Linked DNA regions of Mus musculus: region 2 is linked to region 1. Evidence: chromatin contacts called from public HiChIP or PLAC-seq data. All regions are on one chromosome and are shown on one strand. Each heading gives the region's core, a stretch centred on a gene start, on an enhancer-like site or on the middle of the called end of the contact. The rest is flanking DNA. Distances are from core to core; before and after follow the strand shown.

Region 1 (4,379 bases), core at 73-2,572:
GATGGAGCTCTTGTTCAATCTCTAGCTCCCAGATCTAATAGAATGCACTAGAACATCAACTCTCAGTGGAACATAGACTCCTTGAAGAAGGGAAATGGGTTTTAATATTCTCACTACAAAACAGTAAATAAATGGGTGAAATGTGGTAGCTAGCTTAATTGAATCTTCCTACATTGTGTTTGTATAAGAAGAAACCAAATCGCACCCTAGAAGTATACAACATTACTACCTCTAAAATAAAACTTAAACTACCTACTTTGGCATCATATATATATATTAGATAATTCCTCTGAGTCATTACCTCCTTTAGTTCTAAGATTTCAAATTATCTGATACATAATCATGGAAAAGTTATTAAATGAGGAAAAATAAACTTGAGTTCTTTATCTCCGTGCAAGAGACCTAACGTTACATTCCCTCACTTTCTCCTTGAAGAGCTCATCTTACATGGTTCATGCTGGTAAACCTTAGGGTACTAAACAAATTTAAAGCATTTTGTTTATTTTCATAACTGAGTTACTGCCAAGAAATCGAATAAGGATGTTAAATCTAAAACGTCAAAACTCAAAAAGCTAATTTGTTTGCTCTAAAACAGGATCTGTCTTTTTAAAAACTATACACTGCTTTCAAATGTTAGAAGTTATAATCATTAACTACAGGGTGAAAAACCGTGGTAACAGATTTATCTATATTTATAATAGGAGATGATTGCATATGAAAATTTTATATAGATACATTGTAAAAATGCAATGTATTATCCATTGATTCTGTTTCCAGTTTCTTTATTTTTTTTTAAATTAGAGTCATGATTCTAACTGCCTTTGTGAAGGTGGTAGTTTCCAGCTCCATGGTCATGAGTAAGGAGAATAGCTTTGAGGTAGTGTGTGATCCACCGACCACGTACATTGTGAATGTGCTGGTGGGATTTCCACAAGAAAATCCCTTGTGGGCTGTTGAATATGAGAAGATGCCAGCACTAGGGATTTGAAGGGACAATTACTTTGATCTCCTCTGAAGAAAGATAATAGGGTCAAATGGAAAGATTGGCATTCCCATGCCCCTGAGATAACAGCAATTTCAAAGGACAAGGCAGTACTAGGAACAGTGCATATGTGAGACATCCTACTTTGTGTTTGCCATGCAATATTTCCTTTAGTAACTTTGAGTAGATGTTTGCATCATTCCTCTTTTCAGTGAGATAATGAAGTTTTAATGAAATAAATTACCTTACAAAAGTCAGAAACACAGTCAGGCTAGAAGCTGGCACTCACACCCTGCACACCCTGGTTTGTCTAAGTTGAATTCCAAGGCTTTTAGTCACAATTTCTGATAAGAGAGGGTGTGTAACTTATGAAATAAGAAGTAAATGTGTGTTCTCAGCAGGAAGTCTCGGCATCTGTCATGTATTCTGGGAGAAGCTGGGGAGTCACTGAAGCCATTCCCTTCTGCTCCTCAGTGGTCTCGGGGTGGAGCCTGATGTAAAGTCCCGAGATTGCACACTTCCTCTGTGCTGGATATTCACAACAGGTCCTTCAGGAAAAGCCTTTACGGTTGTGTGTTAAACAGGCTTTGGAATCACTTTTCTCTCTAAAAGTATGAGGATATGTGTTACATGTGTTTTGTACTGAGTTGAAATAAATATATGTCTTATAACTAAACTGAAATAGTCCCTGGCATTGAAAGCCAATGATGGATGGAACCTAGTGTGGTTGGCTTATAATTGTGCTCCTGCATGTCTGCCTCGTGTCTTTTCCTATATTTAATTTCAAACAGGTTTAACACAGAACAAGCAGCCCCACTAAATCATACAAAATAATTCAATACAGTACTTGGTAGATGCTCTCGCAATCCGCATATTAAAGATGATGGCATCTTAGTAAGAGGAGAAAGTCTGGAGAAATATTCAAGAATGCATTTAGAAATTCACTTATTTTTCTGGTTAGCTTTCTTTTAAATATTTAGCTATGTCTCTCTTTCCTTCCTTCCTTCCTTCCTTCCTTCCTTCCTTCCTTCCTTCCTTCCTTCCTTCCTTCCTTCCTTCCTTCATATCCTAGAGGTTATGCATATGAGGCAATCACTCATACATACCATTGTGCTATAGACCCCAGCCTTAAAGTCGTTGGTTTCCTTCTTTTGTTTAAGCTTTAGTTATTCTTAAGCTTTCCTTTGTGAGTATATTAAAGGGGACATGACTTTCATTTTTCTCTACCAAATTCCTGGGGTACTGATATCATAGACTGGTTTAGCAGTTAGAAATTAATGTGAGCAAGCACTGAACCTGGGGCTCAGCAAACACACACACACACACACACACACACACACACACACACACACGTATGCATGAGCTTGCACATTCATTCAGACACCAAGACTTGCACATACATGTTCTCAGCAGGAGGTGGCCAGAAGGCTCAAGGTTGAGAGTTACACTAGAAATCTGCATATGCCAACAGCAACAGGCAAGAAATCAACTCCTAGCTGCCCTTGCACTTGGCAAAGGCTTATGATCTCTAGTTCTTGGCAGTTGGGACAGGCTAAAATAAAACACTTTTGAGCCCCTAGGCAGATTCTTTCTATGGCAATGAAGCCTCAAAGATAAAGTAAAGAATTGCAATTTTAAGAACGAGTGTCCAAGAGCCAAAGGTTAAAGCTTGGCCTCATGGGTACAGCAGTTCCAGAGCAACAGACCCCACCCACCCACCATCCTTTGCTGGGGTCCCCACAGGAGATAAAAGCTGAGACACTTAATGTCAAGTAGATTTTAGGTACAAAATCACTCTGTGATTCACCTCTTGTTGCAGATTCAGGGGCTTCAGTATGCACAGTGATGGTGAATCACACCAGCAAAACTGATGACCTTAACAGTAAATATGTACAGTAAATGCTTAGAAGAGAACAATGATCTACTGAGCTCATAAGAACTCTTTGCAGTTAGTTCCCTATAAGAAACAGATGGCATATTCTTACGGAATAATTGCCAAGAGTTTAATGAAAAGTTTTGCCTACAAGTGAGTTAGACAGAGTTTCAGAAAACCAACTACAGATGGTCAAGTACTCTGAGCTAAAAAGAGGAGCTGCTACCATCTCCAGACCTAAACATGGAAGCTGAGAACAGAAACCGCCTACACGGCACATACAGGATGGATATTTCAGACCACTCTTGTCTAGGGAAGTGAGGTTTCAAATACTCCAGTGCTTGCTTTAAATTTATCTACAAGTCCATTCATTCCCAAACAGTATCATCTAAATTATCATTACTGGTGATTTAATCAAGATAACCAAACAATTGTTCAGTTTTTAGCTGATTTTAAAATCCCCATCTTGGATCCATCAATCCTGAATTATTTTATTGTGACCCCTTTCTTCAGTGATAATCAAGCCCTGATGTTAGCTCTCGACCCTGATTGTCACTCACAAGGTAATGAAGCCTTGCTCCTATCTGGTAGCAGTTATTTAGAAGGTAGAAGAAACTTTAGGGTGAGAGACAAACTTGAAGATGTAGGTTCTAGGGGCACAACTGATGGGATCTCTCTCCATCCAATCTTCCATGAGTAAGTGTACTGTGATACATGCTCTTGCCCCTGAGATTCTCTGCTTGACTGCAGGCTCAGAATCCGCAAAGCCCTGGCACTGACGTTAAGAATAGCAAGCATCTCTGAAGCTAAGAGACAAGATAAAATTTTCTTCCCTTAAAATGTTTATGGCACATTTGTCATAGTGACAAAATTAAAAAAAAAAAGTCTAACACACCACACATTAAAAAAAAAACAAAAAACTACCCTATGTAGAACCCAAATCCATAAAGTCATGACTTTTTTGCCTCCACTGAGATGCTGGAAAGACTCAGCCAGATTAGTTTTTTTTCTTTTCTATTTTTACATTACTAATATTGTTGCAATAGCAAAATATCTTTTAAGAAGCAATTTAAAGGAGGAAGGGTTTAACATGGTTCACAATGTAAAGATAAAGACACTTCACTACGGTGGAGAAGGGAAAGTGCTGAGAGCTAGTCACGGCTGTTGTAGGATAATAAGGTGGCTGTCTCATATCTGGATGTTTCAGAGACAGGATAAAGGGGAATGCCAAGGTCTGGGCTCATCCACTTTTCTCTCCTTTCCTCTGTTTTTATCCTAGGACTCCTGTTGGATAATGTTGTTTATACTCAGGGTGGGCCTATTTTCTTAGATCACTACCTCTAGAAATACCTGCATAGGCACAACTTCAAAGTGTGTCTCCATACTATCGTAGTCATTTGTTTATCCAATCTAGTTGACTATGAAGAGTAACTACCACACTCAATGGTTATATTTACGCCTTCTTACTACATTATTCTAAAAATATTTTCCTAAGCCAGCATTTGAAAATGCAGTTACTAGAAG
Region 2 (4,490 bases), core at 1,628-4,127, 190 kb after region 1:
CTCCAATCGAAATCAAATCTCCTGTCTCCGACACCAAAATTTTATTACATCAAAATGTTAAAAGAGGCTGGGCAGCCAGCACAGCAAATGGGAACTGGATCTCAATTCAAATCCTGGCAGCGTACAAGTTATAAGCTTTTACATTGACTCCATAATTGAGTTCAAGAAATTAGTGAGGTTTTCTGGTTTTATAGAAACAGGGTGCAATATTTTCATGAGCTAGCATGAAATGGTGTATATCACCCCCATGCCTTGCATTGTTATTATAACTATTACAATTTCAGTTAAATCAAAAGTAGTATTTCTTCTCCAATCTTATTACTTATATGTTCCATTTAGTAATCTTTACAAGGTAAAATGGGACTATAAATTCTATGGGAAAATGCAGCTGGAAGACACAGCTAAATTTTAAAGTAGATATGTATGTATGTAACACATCACTGTGCTTTCAAATCAAGGACCTTCTGTTAAAGGCATTTTTGTGTGGGTAAATCCAACTAGCTGTAAGCAGTAGGTAGAGAGGAATGGGGTAGGAGGAACTAATGTCTGAGCAGAGACAGCTTGTAAGGGTGGAAAGTCCCAGGACACAATTCCCCTCCTTAGGTTCCAACTCCCACAGATGCCCGGAGCAGTGTTTTTCATTCACGATTCCCATGAAAATGAGTAATTAGGTAATTACAATGCTATATGGAAAAGGAAGTCCTACTTGACACAATCATTAGCAGAGTAGAGAATTTTGTTTTACCTCTTGTATTCAAATTGAGTCTAATTTTGGCTCCATGGTGGATCAGAGATTTGCCTGTACTCAGGGAGTCACACTTCTGGAACCTAGGCACTGGGAGAAACATTCTGAGACCCTGGCAACCCCAAGCTACTCAGGACCATGGTGAGCAGCTCAAGGGTGCATTAAGACAAGACTGGATGTTAACCAGTATCACCTGACACACTTGGATATAAAGTCCTGATTATGCTCTTTAATATGAATGTGCTGCAGATGCAGTTAGATAAAACTTCTGAGCCTCAATTTGTTCTCATGTAAACAAAGGGCGATGAATCTCCTATGGACACTGAATTATTACAATGATTGAGAATATATGATCATGCATGTAACTTACCACAGTTGCTGGCATGTAATATGTATTACCCCCCTCCCCATTTTATCCTTCTTTTCTTTCACCAATTAGCCAATCAATATACAGACTTTATTATGTATTTACTTGCAATTCTTGAACTCAAACCCACACACATTCTGAGCCTCTGCCAGTCAGCAGGCAATGCCTTGCATACCGAAGAGATCTGTCTGCTTCTGCCTCCCAAGGGTTGGCACTGAAAGTGTGTGCTACCATGCCTAACATTCTGGTTCTTGAACACATAGATATCGTAAATTTGAGTATCTCTGAAGAATAGCACAAGTTCTGGTCCAGAGGTGGGCTAGGTACTAAATGTATGCTCAAAGTAACTTCATGAGATGACTGTGGACGGCTTCCTAAGAAGGCTAATTATGTGATAACCATCCCAGTGAAGAGCAAAGTCATGGAGGTGGTGAGGTTCTCTCTGAGTTGTTTCTTGTTCCTAAAGTGCAAAGAGTTTACTTCATGACCATTGTGATGTTTCAAAACCATTAGTATTCCGGGAGGTGACAAACATTTCAAAAGTTGTTCCTGATCACTGACCTCTTGTACTTTACTTGGAATTAAACTCAGCCTATATTTCCTGCACACTTTCTCAATTCCCTATAGACACAGAAAGAAATTGCTTCCACATAGCCATCTTGCTGGAAGACCTTGACGAAGAGTGTCCTGAAGAAGAAATTATTCTTTACCCAGGGGTCACTTGGTAGCTAAAACAGACTTCTTCTTTTTCGTTTAATCTGTTCTACTTCAGTGACTCCTTTTGTGTGTGTTCTTGAAGCTATTGCTTTATTTACTTTGATGGTTTCTTAACTAATTGAGTACAACAGTGAGTTCTCTCTTCCTTGACTGTTTTGGATGTTTCCACTACCCCAGTGGGAAGGGTCCCCATCAGACAGCACAGCTTTGAAATATTCACTTAGAGAAACTTCTTTAAAAGTTACTACTTTCTATAGGGCTGTTAAAAGTTTGCACATTGGGCTAAAATGCACAGAATAGGGTGATAGCAGCTTTGGCTTGTAGGAATGTTATTTTTTATTTTTTGATAGGAGAATAACTCCCAATAGCAAAATAATGGATCTATCTTGAGGCTTGAGTTATACATCTGAGTGTAGGGTGATGTACAAGTAAGAGTCTTTTTTTTTTAATCTAAGGAAAATACCTGTATATGTGGTTAAGTAAAAATTGAAAAATTCAAATCAGACACAAACAGTACTGTGGAGAAAGAAATCATTGAATCCAAACCAAAGTCATTGACTTCAAACCATTTCTTCGGACATTGGAGTGATTTGTTTCTGGTCCCATGGTAAGGACATGCATTCTGGTTCTTTCCCAAGTGTGCCCCTGTGTGTACATGAGCAGTTGCATAGTCCATAGCTGATGGAGGCCTTTCATCACCAGCTTCAGCATCAATGATTTTTCCTCATCTTCTTCCATCCCACACTCACCAGTGCAAATGTGTTTGGCAGCACATTCTTAAAAACCAGTTTGATGTATAAAGACTTCATGTGTAAATGCATACTTTAAGGGAAGGCCTCTGTCGTCTTCCTCAACTGTATTGGTATTCCTACCCAACAAGTTCCCAGAGCTCAGGGTTTTCCAGGCTTCTATGTTTAGAATGTTGTGTAATGAGTCATTGTGTCCACCTGTGAGTGTCATAAACAGATGATATAAATATGCCTGCATAGTGTGACTCAGAGCACATCGCCTGTTTTAGCTTTAGTTCAAACAATGTTCATGGTTCCAAGAAACCTGTGGCTTGCAACTTCAGGGTGAGTGGGAAGAGAATACCGGAAAACCTAAAGCCAGTGTACCCCTTCTGTCAGTCCAGCTGTAGTGAAGGAGCCTGTGAGAAGTTGAAGTGGAGGAGGGATGACAGGAAAACCTGTTTTCCATGTACTCTTGAAGCTGATCATTTTAAATATGCTCCCTCAAATTTGTGTTTGGATGCTATGGGAGTGGGTGGTTCCATTCAAGCCCTCCTCTCTTCCTGGAATGTCTGTCTCTCCTTTCCACGCCACTGTACTTTTCTGACTGTCTATTCTCATCCACCAGGTATGAGCCTAAGAGTCCTGTCTGAAAAAAAATCCTCCAGATCTCAGCCCAGATGAGAGCTGTTTTTTGTGTAGCTCTGACACAATATTGTACTTTACGTTTCTAATTCATACTATCCCACTAACCTAGGGTTGTTTTTTGTTTTTTATGTACTCTGTGTCCCCTTCCCATCCTAAAGTATGAATCTCTAAAGCAGTAATCTCATTGAACATAACATTTGGTATCTAATGAGCACTGTTCATTTGAATATTTGAACAGACAATAAATAAAGCTAAACAGCCCTGCTAGAATTTTAAGGTGAAGATGTCTGGTTTCCCTCCCACTGCTGAGTCAGAGTCTTTCTATGTAGCCTAGTCTGGCTTTGCATGTGCATCCTCCTGCCTCTACTTTCTGCTTGCTGAGTTTGCAATGTCATGACTAATTTATCTGGCTTCTTGCAGAGGTATGAAGATTGACACATCAACAAATAAATTGAATAGACACTTTTCAAAAGAAAGAAATACAAAGAACCCATTAATACATGAAAAATGTTGAACATCTTTAGCGATAAGGGAAATGTAAATCAAGGTATATTGAAAAATCTATCTCATTTCAGTCCCAGTAGCTATAAGGAAAACAGAAGACAACAAGCACATACGTTGACGGCTTGGTTATGACATTGTTGAGAGGAACATAAATGAGTGTAAACCTATGAAAGTCAGCATGGAGGTTATACAACAAACTAAAATCAAAGTACCGCATCGTCCATCTCTACCATGAGTGTCTCTGTACCCAAAGGAATCAAAGCATACAAGAGAGAATTATTTTAGCCCTAGTAACAGTAGCCAAGTAGTAGAATCAGCAGAGGTACCCATCAATGAAGAGAAATATGGTCTATACATAGGAGAGTTATTATTGCTGAATACAGCAATAAGGAACAGAACCATGAGACAAAAGAGCACATGACGTTAAACAAAATATGCTCAACTCATAAAGAAGTAGCATGTGTCTTTATGCACATGAGGAATCTCAAAAGTAAGGATACCGGCAGAGGGTGGAGAGGGAAATAAAGCAGGGTATTGTGGTGGGTATGATGAAATGCCACTGTATGTATGTATGTATGTATGTATGTATGTATGTTTGTTTGTATAAAAATGGCATAATGAAGTCCATCTTATTTAATTAATATGCAACAACTTTCAGATAAAAACTGACTTTTGAGAGAAAAAACTGTACATAGAATTATTTTTCTTGATTAAGTGATTTATTGACTTTACATCCAGATTATAGCTTCCACTCCTTTCTCTTCTCCTAGTCCCTCCCTCT

The links. HiChIP or PLAC-seq counts read pairs in DNA pulled down with a chosen protein or histone mark.
Region 2: a FOXA1 HiChIP or PLAC-seq map of pancreatic cancer cells shows a contact between it and region 1. The contact joins two enhancer-like sites. A contact is called at or near these places in 2 of 484 Hi-C or Micro-C datasets (cranial neural crest and pancreatic cancer cells) and 1 of 115 datasets of contacts at active chromatin or transcription factors (pancreatic cancer cells).

What each region holds. Positions count from the first base shown.
Region 1 is chr15:54,174,964-54,179,342 of GRCm38.p6, forward strand. No RefSeq gene overlaps it. Among named protein-coding and RNA genes, the nearest start is that of Tnfrsf11b, 100 kb to the right of the region's middle. Within about 2 kb of position 1,323, at least 13 of the 459 cell types and tissues checked have an H3K27ac peak or open chromatin away from gene starts, as enhancers often do. A contact at or near this core is called in pancreatic cancer cells, where this site is marked.
Region 2 is chr15:54,360,219-54,364,708 of GRCm38.p6, forward strand. No RefSeq gene overlaps it. Among named protein-coding and RNA genes, the nearest start is that of Colec10, 48 kb to the right of the region's middle. Within about 2 kb of position 2,878, at least 16 of the 459 cell types and tissues checked have an H3K27ac peak or open chromatin away from gene starts, as enhancers often do. A contact at or near this core is called in pancreatic cancer cells, where this site is marked.